Linked DNA regions of Sus scrofa: region 2 is linked to region 1. Evidence: chromatin contacts called from public HiChIP or PLAC-seq data. All regions are on one chromosome and are shown on one strand. The core of a region is the stretch at or near the end of the contact, and the rest is flanking DNA. Distances in the headings are between cores, read along the strand shown. Region 1 holds the start of POLR3H (DNA-directed RNA polymerase III subunit RPC8). Region 2 holds the start of TEF (thyrotroph embryonic factor).

Region 1 (7,755 bases), core at 3,084-5,583:
ACCTATGTGGCAGCTGCAGCAATGCCAGATCCTTAACCCATTGTTCCCGGCCAGTGATTGAACCCGAATTGCAGCACTGCAGAGACACCTCTGATCCCGTTGGGCCACAGTGGGAACACCCCTTAATTGCTTTTTTAATTTAAATTTTATTCAGTTTTGAATTTGAATGTAATATGTAACCATAATCCCAAACATCAAAGATTCTTTTCTTTTTCTTTTTGTCTTTTTTTTAGGGCTGCACCCGCGGCATATGCAGGTTCCCAGCCTAGGAGTCTAATCACAGCGGCAGCTGCCAGCCTGTGCCACAGCCACAGCAACACCAGATCCAAGCCGTGTCTGAGAACTGCACTGCAGCTCATGGTAACGTTGAATCCTAAACCCACTGAGCAAGGCTGGGGATTGAACCCTCGTCTGCATGGATACTAGTTGATTTCGTTTCTGCTCCAGCACCACAATGGGAAGTCTGCGCTTTGCTTTTTTTTTTTTTTGTCTTTTTTTTGCCATTTCTTGGGCCGTTCCCTCGGCATATGGAGGTTCCCAGGCTAGGGGTCCAATCGGAGCTACAGCTGCTGGCCTACACCACAGCCACAGCAACTCTGGATCTGAGCCACATCTGTAACTTACACCACAGCTTACAGCAACGCCGGATCCTTAACCCACTGAGCAAGGCCAGGGATCGAACCTGCAACCCCATGGTTCCTAGTCGGATTCGCTAAACGCTGAGCCACGATGGGAACGTCACGCGCCTTGCATTTTTATGCTTAGCAATGTATCCTGAATCTCATTCTATGTCATTACGCAGTGAGCATTCTCATCCTTTTTGATGTCTTCATACTGTTTCACTTCATGATACACCATGTATATTTTTCATCCAGTCCTCCACTGATGGACAGTCATTTGAGATGGGTTCCAATATTATCTCCACTTTACAGAGAGGCTCTGGTGTGCCAAGGGGTTCTCGGGCTCGGCCGTGGTTGCTCAGCTAGGGCGCTGTGGCCTGGGAATTCCATGGCCTCAACCACCCACTGGGCTCTCCTCCTCCTGGATTAGTTTCCAGCCCTATTTCTCCCTCCCTCCTACACTCCTAGCAATTATTTTGCCATCCTTTTGTTCATTCAAATAACGCATATTTAGCAGCCCTGATCTTGTGCCAGGCACCGGCCTAGGCCCTGAGGACGTGGGGGAACAGGATGGAAACGTCCTCTGCCGTTGAGGAGCTTGCAGACCAAGTCTTTGTGCGGTTTTGTGAGCCACCTCAAAGCGTCCGTGGAATGGCACAGAGAATTAATAAGGACGCCTGGTCCCTGTTTTTCCTAATGAGGAAACCAGCCGTGCCAACAAATGACTGTTGCGATCCTGTGAGCTGAATACCATAAAAGAAGCCTGGGAACCCAAAACATTGAGCTCAGCAATGCTGGCCTCGCCCCCCAGCCTGGCCCTCCTCCAGTTTCCCATCTCAGTGAAAGGCCTCAGGCGCTGGCTCCTCCCACTTCCGTTCCCAGGTCCTGCACCCTGATGCTGACACCATCCCCTGACAACCTCTGGACGGGGCCCAGCTTTGCTTTCTGTGGGCTCTCAGCGGCCCAGCCTTGCTCCCGCCTTCTCTTACCAGGGCTACTCAGGAATTTCCTTCCTGGCATTCCTGTCTCCACATCAGCCCCTTCCCATCCACTGTTCCCTCCAGCCCATGTGTCACTGTGTCATTTCCTAATTCTAACCTGTTTTGTGTTGTCTTTTTAGGGCCGCATTGCAGCATATGGAGGTTCCCAGGCTTGGGATCAAATCAGAGCTGTAGCTGCCGGCCTACCCCACAGCCACAGCAACACGGGATCCTGGTGTTTGCATCCTTGGGGCTGGAAGCTACCAGTGCCTAGAGGACAGAAGGGAGGTGAGGCTGGAGAGGAAGCCTGGGTTTAATCCAGAACTCTCTGTGTGGGCACAAGAGATTCCTGAAGGGAAGGCTTTTGTGACAGTGTGGAGGTCGCTTGCAGGAAAGATCCAGTCCAGGAGCTGGGATGTGTGGTGTCTAAACGCCACGGTGGCAGGGAAAAGAATTTCAGGGCGGTAGCAGTGGGAATGGAATGAAAAAGGGGAATTTGAGATTTGAGAGAAAGAATTAATATAATCTCCTAAACACACTGGTACTGAGTGCATCTTAGGAATGATGTTAGCGGATTGTGGGAATACAGAGCTGAAGTAGCATTTCCCCCTGTCTTCAAGTAGCTCAAATCCTAGGAGAGGCAAACAGGCCTATAAATAAAAATATAGATGCTGGGAAGGCCAAATTCGGTCCCTGCAGCCAAACTCATGGAAAGATCCCTATTGGTGTGAAATCAGCAAGGTGAAGCACCATGCATTTCTTTTTTCGCTGTTGTTCTTTTTTTTTCATTTATAACGATTTTTATTTTTTCCATTACAGCTGGTTTACAGTGACCATGCATTTCTGAGTGCCTCTATCATATACTCCAAGTCTCTTTTTATTTGTTTAAATTTTTATTTGACTAAAACATGGCAGTGAGGAGCTCCCGCTGTGGTGCAGTGGGTTAATGATGGGACTTGTCTCTGTGGTGTTGCTGATTTGATCCTCGGGCCACCACAATGGGTTAAAGATCTGGCGCCTGTGGTGTAAGGCTGTGGCATGGATCCAATCCCTGGCCCAGGAACATCCATATGCCATGAATGTAGCCTAAAAAGGAAAACAAAAAACCAAAAAACCACAATGCGGTGTATGCAACTAGAGATTATCATATGATGTGAAGTCAGAAAGAGAAAGACAAATACCGTATGATATCACTTATATGCAAAATCGAAAATATGACAAATGGGAGTTCCCTTGTGGCTCATTAGGTTAAGGATCTGGTGTTTTCACTGCAGTGGCCTGGGTTGCTGCTGTGGCTCGGGTTCAATCCCTGGCCCAGGAACTTCCACATGCCACGGTGGGCATGGCCAAAGATAAAATAAACTAAACTATGGCGAATGAATGAAACTATCTGCAAAACAGAAAGAGGCTCACAGACACAGAGAACAGACTTGAGGTCGCCAAGGGGAAGGGGGCTGGGAAAGAGACGGAGCAGGAGGTTGGGGTTAGCAAATGTAAGCTATTATACATAGAATGGATAAACAACAGGGAGCTATATTCAATATCCTATGATAAACCATAGGAAAAGTATATTTTAAAAAGAATGTGTGTTTATAACTGAATCACTTTGCTGTGCAGCAGAAATTAACACAATATGGAAAATCAACTACACTGCAATGGGAGTTCCTGTTGTGGCACAGCGGAAACAAATCTAACTGGTAACCATGAGGTTGCCGGTTCGATCCCTGACCTCACTCAGTGGTTAAGGATCTGGCGTTGCCGTGAGCTGTGGTGTAGGCTGCAGACACGGCTCAGATTCTGCATTGTTGTGGTTGTGGCATAGGCCGGCAACTGTAGCTCCAATTAGATGCCTAGAATGGGTACTTCTATATGCCAGGGTTGTGGCCGTAAAAAGCAAACAAACAAACAAAAACTATACTGCAGTAAGAAATGACAAAACAGGAGTTCCCGTCGTGGTGCAGTGGTTAACGAATCCGACTAGGAACCATGAGGTTGCGGGTTCGGTCCCTGCCCTTGCTCAGTGGGTTAAGGGTCTGGCGTTGCCGTGAGCTGTGGTGTAGGTCGAAGACGTGGCTCGGATCCCGCGTTGCTGTGGCTCTGGTGTAGGCCGGTGGCTACAGCTCCGATTCAACCCCTAGCCTGGGAACCTCCATATGCCGCGGGCGCGGCCCAAGAAATAGCAAAAAGACAAAAAAAAAAAAAAAAAAGAAAGAAAAGAAATGACAAAACAAGACACTGCAGTGTAGAGTTCACTTGTAGGGCAGTGGGTTAAGGATCTGGCATTGTCACTGCAGTGGCTGGGATAGCTGCTGTGGCTTGGGTTCCATCTCTGACCCAGGGAACTTTCACATGCCACAGGCATGGCCAAAACCAAACAGACAAGGAACACCCCCCCCCCGCAGTGTATTTCCACGAAGGCTGTGTACTGTACAGATTTGTATGGGGCCCACTTCTACCACTTAGCAGCCCATGGCCTTAGACAAGGTATGGAATTCTTTTTTTTTTTTTTTTGTCTTTTTGCCATTTCTTGGGCCGCTCTCGCAGCATATGGAGGTTCCCAGGCTAGGGGTCTAATTGGAGCTGTAGCCGCCATCCTACACCACAGCCACAGCAACGCTGGATCCGAGCCGCATCTGCAACCTACACCACAGCTCACGGCAACGCCAGATCCTAAACCCACTGAGCAAGGCCAAGGATCGAACCCGCAATCTCATGGTTCCTAGTCGGATTCGTTAACCACTGCGCCACAACGGGAACTCCAAGGTATGAAATTCTTTTAGTCCAAGCCCATGTTAGCTATCACATGAAGATGAGTGAGACTGGAATGTGGTGAGACAGAACAAACCAGGGCTGGAGGAGTGGACAATGACAAGACCACGCAGGGCCTTGTGAGCTATGATAAAGATTTTGGACCTTATTGCTAATTCAAAAGTAAATCAGTAAGGGTTTTTTGGTTTTTGGTTGTTTTTTTTTTGTCCCAATTTATTATCCCTTTTCAATTGAGATGTAATCTGAATTACAAGTAAATGCAAAGATCTTAAGTCTTGAGGTCGACGAGTTTTGACAACTGTCTACACCTGTGTAACCACCGGCAAAAAGAAGATACAGAACATTTCTATCATCCTATAAAGGTCTCGCCTGCTCCTTTCCAGCCCAGTGTCCCCGATTCCAGAGTATTGAAGGGTCTAGGCATACTGTGTTTGCATTTGGAAGGGCCGGCTGCAGCGTCGAGGTAGGCCTGAGCCAGGAGAGTACTGCACAGGTCAAGCAGAGATGGCCCGGTGGCACAGAGGTCGCCTAGCAACCTGAAAGCGTTGCCTGGGATTGACGATTCCACGCAGGCGGAAGGGGTGGCCCCGTCCCGAGCAGACCGGTACGTAGCCCCGCCTCGCGACGGGGCGGACCGAAGCTTCTTATTGGTCGGTCTCCCGGAAGCTACCGGATTTGGACTATCGTCCGTAGTAGTGCTGCTGGCGTGGGTCCGCGGTGCGTGGCGGAGGCACGTGGTGCGTAGTGCGTGGTGTGTGTGGCTTGACTGGGCTGCGCGCCCCTCCCGCGCGACCAGGAGGTCCTCCCCGTGGAGCCTCAGCTTCCTCTGCTTGCAGTAGAGGAGCACGCCCCTTACGGAGATACCCTAGGCCCCGGCTTCCAGCTCCGTTGCCGACCTGGGGGGCTCCGGGACTGGGACCGACAGAGCGGGCTCCGGCATCCCCGCCGCCCCGTCAGCGACTGGGACCGACAGAGCGGGCCCCGGCATCCCCGCCGCCCCAGGTGTCTGTGCGTGACTGACACTCGCGTTCCCAGAGTCCCCCGCGCAGGCGGGATGTTTGTCCTGGTGGAGATGGTTGACACCGTGCGGATACCCCCGTGGCAGTTTGAGAGGAAGCTCAACGACTCTATTGCCGAGGAGCTGAACAAGAAATTGGCCAACAAGGTACTGACTGGGTCCATGGGGTCGCTGGCCGGCCTTGGCCGGAGAGGGCCCAGCGCTGCTTACTTGCCCGCTTTCGGCCTGTCGGTGCCAAGCCTCGGCCTTGGGCAAGTAGCCTAACGTCTCAGAGCTCGGTTTCTTCACCTGTGCATGGGATAGGGGTAATCCTTACCCCACAAGAATGTTGGAGGGAATCAAAAGAAAAACTGGGCTTGAAAAAAAGGCCGTCGTGGAGTTGCCGTCATGGCTTAGCGGAAACGAACCTGACTAGTATCCTTGAGGACACAAGTTCGATCCCTGGCCGCAGTGGGTTAAGGATCCAGCGTTGCTGTGAGCTGTGGTGTAGGTCGGAGACGCGGCTTGAATCTGACGTTGCTGTGGCTGTGGTGTAGGCTCCGATTTGACCCCTAGCCTGGGAACTTCCATATGCCGCGGGTGCAAAATAACCAAAAAGGGGGGGGGGGAAGGGGGAAGGCCGCTGCAAGTGGGACCCTTCCGAATTATTTTGCTTTTTTTTTTTTTGCTTTTTTAGGGCCTCATTCGCGGCATATGGAGGTTCCCAGCCTAGGCGTTGAATCAGCTACAGCTGCCGGATCTACGCCACAACCACAGCAACCAGATCCCAGCCGCCGTCTGCAACCTACACCACAACTGCAACGGTGTATTCTTAACCTGCTGAGCAAGGCCAGGGATCACACCTGCAACCTCATGGTTCCTAGTTGGATTCATTTCCGCTGCGCCACGATGGGAACTCCTTACTTTGCAGTTTGGGGCAGGTCATTTACCCCATTTGGGCTTCAGTTTCCATATGTAAAGTGGAAATAATAATTGCTGTCCAACCATCCATTGTTTCTGGGAAGGTGGATGGTAGTTTAAAGTTGGCTGTCACGTTTATTTCTGCAAAAGAACGCTTGTGCACCTTTTATGTGCCAGGCCTGCATGCCTTAGTGCCAAGTCGTCAGAGGCCTTCCCACTGCCTTTTCTTTTCTTTTTTTGCATTTTAGGGCCACACCCATGGCATATGGAAGTTCCCAGGCTAGGGGTTGAATCAGAGCTGCAGCTGCCAGCCTACACAGCCACAGCAACAAGGGATCCGAGCCATGTCTGGGACCTACACCACAGCTCACAGCAACACCGGATCCTTAACCCTCTGAGTGAGGCCAGGGATCAAACCCAAGTCCTCATGGTTACTAGTCGGGTTCGTCAGCACTGAGCCGCAGCAGTAACTCCCTCTCATTTTTTTTTTTGCTGGCCCGGCCCTCGGCGTGCTGAAGTTGGCAGGCCAGGGATTGAACCTGTGCCACAGTAGTGACAATTCCAGGTCCTTAGCCCCTGAGGTAGTAGGGAATTCCTGTTTAGTTGATTTCTGTTTTTCTCTTTCCCTCTCCATGAGAGCATGAACTCTTGTCTTCTTCCCCTCTGTCCCCCATATTTACGTAAGTGTTTATTGAACGAATAAAAGACAAGCTTTTGCTCTGTAGTCTCGTGGGAAAAGCAGATGTGAGCAAGCGATTCCCACAGTTGAGTGTCTTTAGACAAATTGAGCTAAATGCTATGAAAACAGGTGTTCGCGAACCCATGGAATGACAGAATTTCACCTGCAGTGAGGGAGACAAGAGGCTTTATTAGGAAGGTGATGCTTGAGCTGGGATCTGATGGTGAGAAAGAACTAATTTAGCAGATTTGTCTTGGAGGACACTTCAGGGCAAAGCGTAGAGCTGGGCAAAGACACTTCTGGAAGCAGAAACAGCGTGTGCAAAGGCCCTGTGGCAGGAGGGAGTCTCGCACCTAACATGGCATGGAGGAGGCTGGTGTGGCCTGAGCAGAGGAGGGGGAGCCAGGCTGGAACTGGGCCCGTGGGCCTTGATCAAGTAATGACCTTCATCTGTAGAACAGCAGGAGGTAATAGGCTGAGGAGGAGCCAGCGGGAGGAAGATTGGCTGGTTTGAAACAGGAGGCAAGTCTCTTCCATAGAGGCTTAAGTCGCAGAAGATGGGGGGTACAGACCTGGGGGGAGTTGTTGGTGGAGAGAACACAGGGAGTCCTTAGTGGATGGTGTCTGGTTACTTTGTGAGGTAGGAGAGGGGGCCGCTAAGGGGACAAAGAAAAGATGTGAAATGACCAAGAAGGGAGTGTAGTCCCTTTGTGCCACACGTCCTTCAGTGACCTGTTGGGACAAGTATTTCCGTATTTAATCATTTGAGAGGAGGCTGTCCAGCCAAGG
Region 2 (7,755 bases), core at 2,048-4,547, 140 kb after region 1:
AGTTAGAAAGCAAAGCTTTGGTGGGCTGGGAGGGCCAGATGGCCTCCCTATTCTTCCCTGAGATCTTGACTCTACATGCTGTTCAGCAAGGACTGTGATCCATGTTGGGCGGGTCATGGGGTTCAAAGGAGGTGTTTGTTTTTTGTTTGTTATTTTTTTTTAAGGCTGCACCCGAGGCATATAGAAGTTCCCAGGCTAGGGCTCGAATCAGAGCTGCAGAAAAACAGCCAGACTGAAGGAAGAGTAACAGTACATTCCAGGTTTTGTCTGGCCTAAGCCATTAAGGATAGTGTTTTTATTTTTAATTAATTAATTATTTATTTTTATTTTTTTAAGGCCACACCCAAGGCATATGGAGATTCCCAGGCTAGGGGTCAAATCAGAGCTGCAGCCGCTGGCCTACACTACAGCTGAAACAACGCCACATACAGTCCGGGTCTGCGACCGACACCACAGCTCACGGCAACACCCAGTCCTTAACCCACTGAGCGAGAAGGACAGTGCTTTAATTTTTTTTTTTTTTTTTTTTTGGATTGCACTTGCAGCATGTAAAAGTTCCCGGGCCAGAGAGCAAACCTGCACCACAGCAGTGACAATGCTGGATCATCAACACACTGTGCCACAAGAGAATTTCCAAATCAGTGTTTTTATAAGATGAGTAGTTTTTTGTGTTTGTTTTTTGTTTGTTATTTTTTTTTAAGGCTGCACCCGAGGCATATAGAAGTTCCCAGGCTAGGGGTCGAATCAGAGCTGCAGCTGCTGGCCTACACCACGGCCACAGCAATGCCAGATCCGGGCCTCATCTGTGACCTACACCACAGCTCACAGCAACGCCCGATCCTTACTCCACTGAGCAGGGCCAGGGATCAAACCCGAGTGATTCCAGTCAGGTTCACTACCACTGAGCCACAACAAGAACTCCCCATAAGATGGAGTTTTCATCGTAAAGGATGATAAAGGACTAGGCCCATCACTCGGGTCACAAGGACAGTGGCTGCCAGTGACAGAGTAAAGAGCACATAAGGCCTAGCTATGTGACCTTAAGGAAATAGCCTCACCTCTTTGAGCCTCAGCTTTCCTCATCTGAGAAGTGGGGTAATACCCTATAAGATGGCTGTGGAAGACTAAATAAGACTATATCAAAGTGCTCTGTGAGTATTCTGCAAATGTGAGGTAGAATTATTGTTATAGATGGTTATTATTTGGTAATCTCAAACAAGAACCCCGACGGATGTGTACACCTGTCCTGGTAGCTTGTCTCAGCCTCAGATCCTGGAACAAAATTTTGCCTTAAAAACAAACAAAAGGGTCTGTGCATATGAGGTCTGAAGCAGGAGGAGAGAGCCTGGCCTCACCTGATGTGCTGAAGCTATATATAACCCAACAGTGACAGCCATAGGGATGGGAGCCTCAGAACACAGCCAGGAAAGGAAGAGAAATGGCATGTTTAAAAAGACAATTAATTCCCCAAGGCTGGTATTCACAGAAGGCCCATTCCTTCCCACATCCATGAACTACACCAATGGTTCTCGGAAATTCAAATCTTTGAGACTGAAAGCATCCCTCAGTGCATCTAAAACTCCACTATAGGTGGCACTCCTGCCACTCCCTGAACCTCATGTTCCCAGGCCAAAAAACAAGGCCAAACCTGCTTTCCAGGTAGGCCCCAGGGACCTCTGTGGCCTAGGAACCAAGACAAAGCCCAGCCCTGCCACTGTGGCCCCAAAGGCTAGGGTCAGCCCCAAACAACCAGGTGAAGGGCCTCAGTAGCTTCAGTCTGACCCTCATCCCTCTACCTGACTCATGTCAATCCCCCCTCAGAAGGCCCTCCCATCCCTTCTCCTGACACTCCTCCCCCACCTCAGCAGCAGCCCTGAAATTCATTTCCAGAAAACCTCCAGCGAGTACCTACCTAGTAACTGGGAATACTCACTGGAGGGGAAGAAGACAGGTCCTCATCCCCAGAGAGAAAGCCCATATATAAAGACAATTCGCTACTGTCTATCAGGGTATCTCAAACTTCAGTGGACTTTGGAATCACAGAGGTGGGGTGGGGTGTTCCTAAAAATGCAGATTCCTGTCCCAGGAGCCGCAGATTCAGTGGGTGAAAGGTGAGGCCCAGGAATCGGCATTCTAAACAAGCATCCCAAGTGATCCTGATTCAGGCGTTCCAGAGAAGGCGCCCTCGAGCGTCATTTAAGTGGCTGCTGCGACCCCCATCAGCCTCCTCAGTAACCCCTACGCGTTGCATACACTCGAGGCCGCCCAAAGGAACCTCCTCACCCCGACTCCCACCCTACCCTCTCCCTCCTGACCCCTCCCCGCCAACCCCTATCTGACCCAGCCTCGCTCAACTCGCCCCTGACCTTCTCTTCCCAATCCCTCTGTCTCGCCCTCCAGGGCCCTTGTCATCCCTGGTCCCATCCCCCTCTGCTGGACCACTTCACCCTGACCTCCGACCTCCCCGGCCCCGCCCTCACATAGCCCCGCCCTTGCAGAAACCCCGCCCCCAGGCGCGCGCGGACCCTCCCCCCCCTCACCGAGGCGCGCCCCGCGCGGGGGGTTCTCCATCAGCTTCTTCAGGACCAGCGGGAAGGAGCCTGGCAGGCCCCTTTCCCCAGCTGCGCGCCCCGGCCCCGGGCCCGGCCCCGCCTGCGGCTCTACAGGCGGCTTCTTTCCGCCGCCCGCGTCGGACATCGTGCCCCGCGCTCTGCTCGCGCGCCTCGCCTCCCCCGCCCGCCCCCCGAGATGGGACGGAGCCGTGCGACCCGCCGCAGCTGCCGACACGGGCGGCTACTGCGCAGGCTCCCGGGGGCACCCCCGCCTCCCTCCATCCCTACCCCGCCTGCGGACTGGCTCTGGCATATTAATTATTTATGAGTCCAGGCCAGCTTCCCCGGATGGCGGCCTTGGATTGGTCCGCCTTGAGAGGGGGGCAGGCACAGCCGTCCCGGCCGTGATTGGTTAGGCCGCCCGGATAAACGAGACACGTGCGGGGCCAGGTGAGGAGAAGGGCCGAAGGCCCCGCCCCATCTGCCTCTGTGTCACCTGATTGGCGCCTGGTAGAGTCAGGGTCTTAGGCCCTTTTCGGCTACAGCCCCTTCCCCTCTACCCAAGGTTTCACCTTCGCCTCCCTGCTCATAATACCCCTCCTCCTCTCGGACCACCGTTACCGCTCTCCCCTCGCACCCCAACCTCTCCACTTTCCGGACGCGCCACTGAAGGGAGGCGGAGCTGGGAGCGGCCATGCCGGCGGGGGGAGCCTATCAGAGAGCCCCCCGGGGCCACGCGGCCGTCCCCAACTCCGCGGGTCACGTGGAGCCACAGCCGAGTCCAGTTGCAGGGGGAGGGGAAAGAGGTGGAGGGCGCGAAACAGCCAATGGAGGGCGGGGGCGGGACCCGGGGCGGTGCACGAGGCACAGCACGTGCGGGGTTGCGGCGGGGAGGGGAGGGCCGGTTCTTTTGGTTGCGGGGACTCTGTCCAGGGTCGTGGGACCTGGACGCAGAGCCCAGCCCTTACCCCGCCGACCCGGAGGTTGGCTGAGGGCAGGGCCGGGGACGGCGGCCTGCCCATCGTAGGGACAGCCGGAACAGGCTTGGCTGCCGCTGAAGCGGGTGTCAGGTTCCCCGCGGATCCCGGGTTTCTGGCGCGGGCGTGGCGGCCAAATAAACACGAGCGTGGAGGAGCATTCTTGAGGTCGGGGCGGGGTGGTGGAGAGGAAGGGCGCGGCCCTGAGCCGGAGCCGGAGTGCACGCTTCTGTCCTCCCAACTTACTAGCTTGTGACCTTGGGAAAGTCCAGTTGCTTCCCGGAGCCTCTTTTCTCGCCCATAAAATTTCGGGGTTGGGCTAGATAATCTCTAAAGTCCTAAACGGCTCTGAAAGCCTGTTTCTCTTGAGGACCTTGGCTTTTTCTACAGGGAAAAAAATAAAACTCCTTCACTCAATCTACAGAGTACACACCTCGTGGGAGAACCACCGCCTCTCAAAATATAAATACTTCCTGGGAGTTCCTCAGGAAACCGGGAAAATGGAGAACGTGAGCGGGGTCCACAGATGTGGGGACCTTTCAGGAAGCTGCTCCTAGCGGCACCAGGACTTTGTACCTCTTGATAGCACAATTCATACTCTGCCTTGAACTCAGTGTAGACTCTCCGTGCCTGACAGGGCAGGGACTTTGGCTTGTTTATCCTGTATCCTGCCTGTGACTCGCGCCTTCCAGTAGCCGGGCTGGGGAATGGCAGAGCCCAGTCCTTGGTTCACGGGGTAGGTGCTGACAGCAACACCCAGCTAGCTGAAAGTGGTCAGGCTGGTATAATGAGAACTTTGCTGGGCACTGAGGAGGAAAAAAGCGCTTGGGCCCCTGAGCAGGCCTGGAAAGCAAGAGGTTTGAAGAAACTCTGGGTGATGGTCAAGCCAGGGTGGTGGCATCTGACTCCAGAAATCAAGGTCTCCCGGCCATGCTCATTAGATGTCAGTTATTTTCTGAATCTGATACCTCCCACCAATTGCTTCATCTCTCCAGGCCTCCTTGGTTTATGTCAGATGGAGATAGGGCAGGATTTACCTTCCCAGGCTTCCGTTAGCCAGTTAGTGTAAATGCAACAAATGGTAATGACCATAGCTTTACTAACACCCATGGGTACAAGTTCATGGCTTGGTGTATCCGTTATCCTACAGGCAGGTTGGTGCCCATGTCACTCCCTGTTGAGCGAAAGTACTAAATTGTGCACAGAACTCAGTTGTTGTTAGCGGGAATTCTGTATGTGGCTAAACTAAGACATCTCTAGAATAAACTGACCTAGAGGTTTTTAGAAATAAATTTCAGAGGGCAGTCCAAGGAAACTGATTAAAACAATGTTGGAAGCTTTAAAAATAACTAGTTTGGTTGTGGAGAGACTTGCTGGATTAGGGCTAAACGTACATTTTCATGGCTAATGTGACATTATTTTATTATTTTTTGCCTTTTAGGGCCGCACCCGTGGCTTATGGAGGTTCCCAAGCTAGGGTCGAATCAGAGCTACAGCAGCAACATCAGATTCGAACCGCAGCTGCGACCTACACCACAGCTCACGGCAACACTGGATCCTTAACACACTGAGCGAGGCCAAGGATTGAACAGGCAACCTTATGGTTCCTAGTTGGATTCTTTCCCCTGAGCCACCATGGGAATTCCCAATGTGACATTGAAGGGAAAAAATTTCTCAAGGTATGAGAAGAGGATTTATAGCAACATAACAGTGGAAAGTTACATTTGTTTGTGACAGGTGGTATGTAATGAGATGTAGTAAAAGTTTAGATTTTTTTTTTTTTTTTTTAAGCTGCAGTTATCCAGTGCTACCCGACTTAAAACCTAGCCTGGAGCAACTAATCTAAGAGGCAAGTAGCACAGGGGAGGAGCTCGGTGAGCTGGTTAGGGCTTTAAAAATTAGTTTCGATTCGGTTCTCTGTTCATGTACTACATTCCCGAAAGAGGTTTTTTTTTTTTTTCCCCTTGGATAACCACGGTAAAAGGCGTGTCACAAACACCGCGGGAACTTTATAAACATGTTCTCTCTCGTGCTTACTTGCAAGCTGGGAGGCGCGCTACCCTGCCGCCTGGCAGCTTTCAACAGCACCATCCTGGGGGCGGGAGCCATTATGTTTTTTTCTCATTCTCCAGCCGCAGCATCCTCTCCCTGGCTCTCCCTGGCTCTGCCGCCTCTCCGTAAAAGTGGGACTAACAGCGTGGCCTTGCCCCTTCTCTTAGTGGAGGAATGCATGTTGTGAGAATTAGCTAAGGTCTGTAGTGTTTGTGAGCCCAACAAAGAATTAAAGTCTATAGGAAGAACATGTTATTACATGGTGAAGACTAGAGCTGTGAAATGGCACCTTGGAATTCTGTAGAAATAGGGTTTCAATCAGTGCAGCAGCTTCTTGAGGGAGGCGTGGTCCTGGGGCAGCGGCGCCTGGGTGGGCATGGGTAGAGTCTCCCCTCGGCGGCTGACCAGCCACCTGGCCTTGGGCAAGTGACTTCTGCTGCCTACACCTCAGTTGTTTTTCTCTTGGAAACAGAAATGGATATGCTTCCCTCACAGAGTGGTGATGAGCTGATGTGTGGGGAGCAGTGTCAAGTGCCAGCCTGAACAGTCTATGGAGTGGAGAGGGTGGACCTCCACCTTTCTTATTTATTTTTATTTTTTGGTCTTTTTAGGGCCGCACCTGTGGCATATGGAGGGGTCACATCGGAGCTACAGCTGCCAGCCTACAACACAGCCATAGCAACACCAGATCCAAGCTGCGACTGCGACCTACACCACAGCTCAAGCTCAGAGCAACACCAGATCCTTAACCCACTGAGCGAGGCCAGTGATCGAACCTGCGTCCTCGTGGATCCTAGTCAGATTCGTTTCCACTGAGCCACGGCGGGACCTCCAGACCTCCACCTTTCCTCTGCTCTTAGGTTGTGCCAGGTCAGGAGGAGAATTATTTGGGGATAGGGAACAAGGCTGGGAGTGGGTTCCAGAGTCTAAGCTACAGAGAGAAGGGATGTGAAATGTCCATTTTCCAGAGCTGGACCTGCTTTTTTTTTTTTAATTTCATTTTATTTTTTGCTATTTTAGGGCCACACCTGCAGCATATGGAGATTCCCAGGCTAGGGGTTGGATCGGAGCTACTGTTGCTGGCCTACACCACAGCCACAGCAACACAGGATCCGAGCCATATCTGCGACCTACACCACAGCTCACAGCAATGCTGGATACTTAACCCACTGAGCGAGGCCAGGGATCGAACCCACATCCTCGTGGATCCTAGTCGGGTTCATGAACTGCTGAGCCATGACGGGAACTCCTGGACCTGCTTTAAATTCTACTCTTGTGTTTCAGAAAGTTGCTAACCAACCCAAATAAATAATTTAATTTGACTGAGCATATGCAAAACAAGGGCCTTTCATTAAACCATTATACCAACTTGGATTATTTAAGCTTGAAGTTCAGAGGTGCTAAAACTCCAGCTTTTTTTTTTTTTTTTTTAAATGGCCATATCCACAGCATATGGAAGTTCCCAAGCCAGGGACCTACCAGTGCTGTAGCTGCAGCAACACCAGATCCTTTAGCCCACTGTGCTGGGCCAGGGATTCAACCCACGCCTCTACAGTGACCTGAGCTGCTACAGCCTGATTCTTAACCCACTGTGCTGCAGTGGGAACTCCTAAAGTTCCAGTTTTTGACCCAATGCCCCATGATGATCTCTTTGGCCACATAGCATCTAGCAGGACAGCACCACTCCGTCTTCTGACTCACTGCAGAATGTGACATGAACCTGGGGTCTGTAAGAGCAGGCCGATGGGAAGCCTTCCCTTGAACCCTAGCAAAGCCCAGTTATTTGTATGCTTTGCCACACCAAATGCAGGAGAGCACAAAGCTTTGTCAAGAGTAGTAACTCAGTAAATACTTGTCGGCTCACTTTGTTGGTGTTGCTGGTAGGAGGGTTCACAAAACCATTCAAAGCCGAGTTGTATATATTTGGAACAGTATCAACATTAAATCACAGTCATTGTGTCTGATTCACGATCAAACCTGGAATAACAAACATCAGCCATCCTTATGGCAAATCTTCCACCACGGGCCTTGCCAACAACTGCCGCCTTCTGAGCCCACATACCGGTGGCTGCATAGCTCTGGGCTGTGGTTTGTACCTCGGTCTCAGTGTGTTCTAGGGGAGAAGTGGTGGGTGGAGGCTCTAGACCAACTCTTGCCCGTCTCCCCATGAGTAC

The links. HiChIP or PLAC-seq counts read pairs in DNA pulled down with a chosen protein or histone mark.
Region 2: an H3K27ac HiChIP or PLAC-seq map of alveolar macrophages shows a contact between it and region 1. The contact joins the promoter of TEF here to the promoter of POLR3H in region 1. A contact is called at or near these places in 1 of 5 promoter capture datasets (liver) and 2 of 2 datasets of contacts at active chromatin or transcription factors (alveolar macrophages and skeletal muscle).

The regions. Positions count from the first base shown.
Region 1 is chr5:6,995,357-7,003,111 of Sscrofa11.1, forward strand. POLR3H (DNA-directed RNA polymerase III subunit RPC8) reads left to right here and starts at 4,334. Exons shown (of 6, transcript XM_001929133.5): 1 at 4,334-5,534. The coding sequence starts at 5,424.
Region 2 is chr5:7,131,874-7,139,628 of Sscrofa11.1, forward strand. TEF (thyrotroph embryonic factor) reads right to left here and starts at 3,298. Exons shown (of 5, transcript XM_021091460.1): 1 at 2,541-3,298. The coding sequence starts at 2,697. LOC110260634 (a long non-coding RNA gene) reads left to right here and starts at 5,306. Exons shown (of 2, transcript XR_002343884.1): 1 at 5,306-7,755.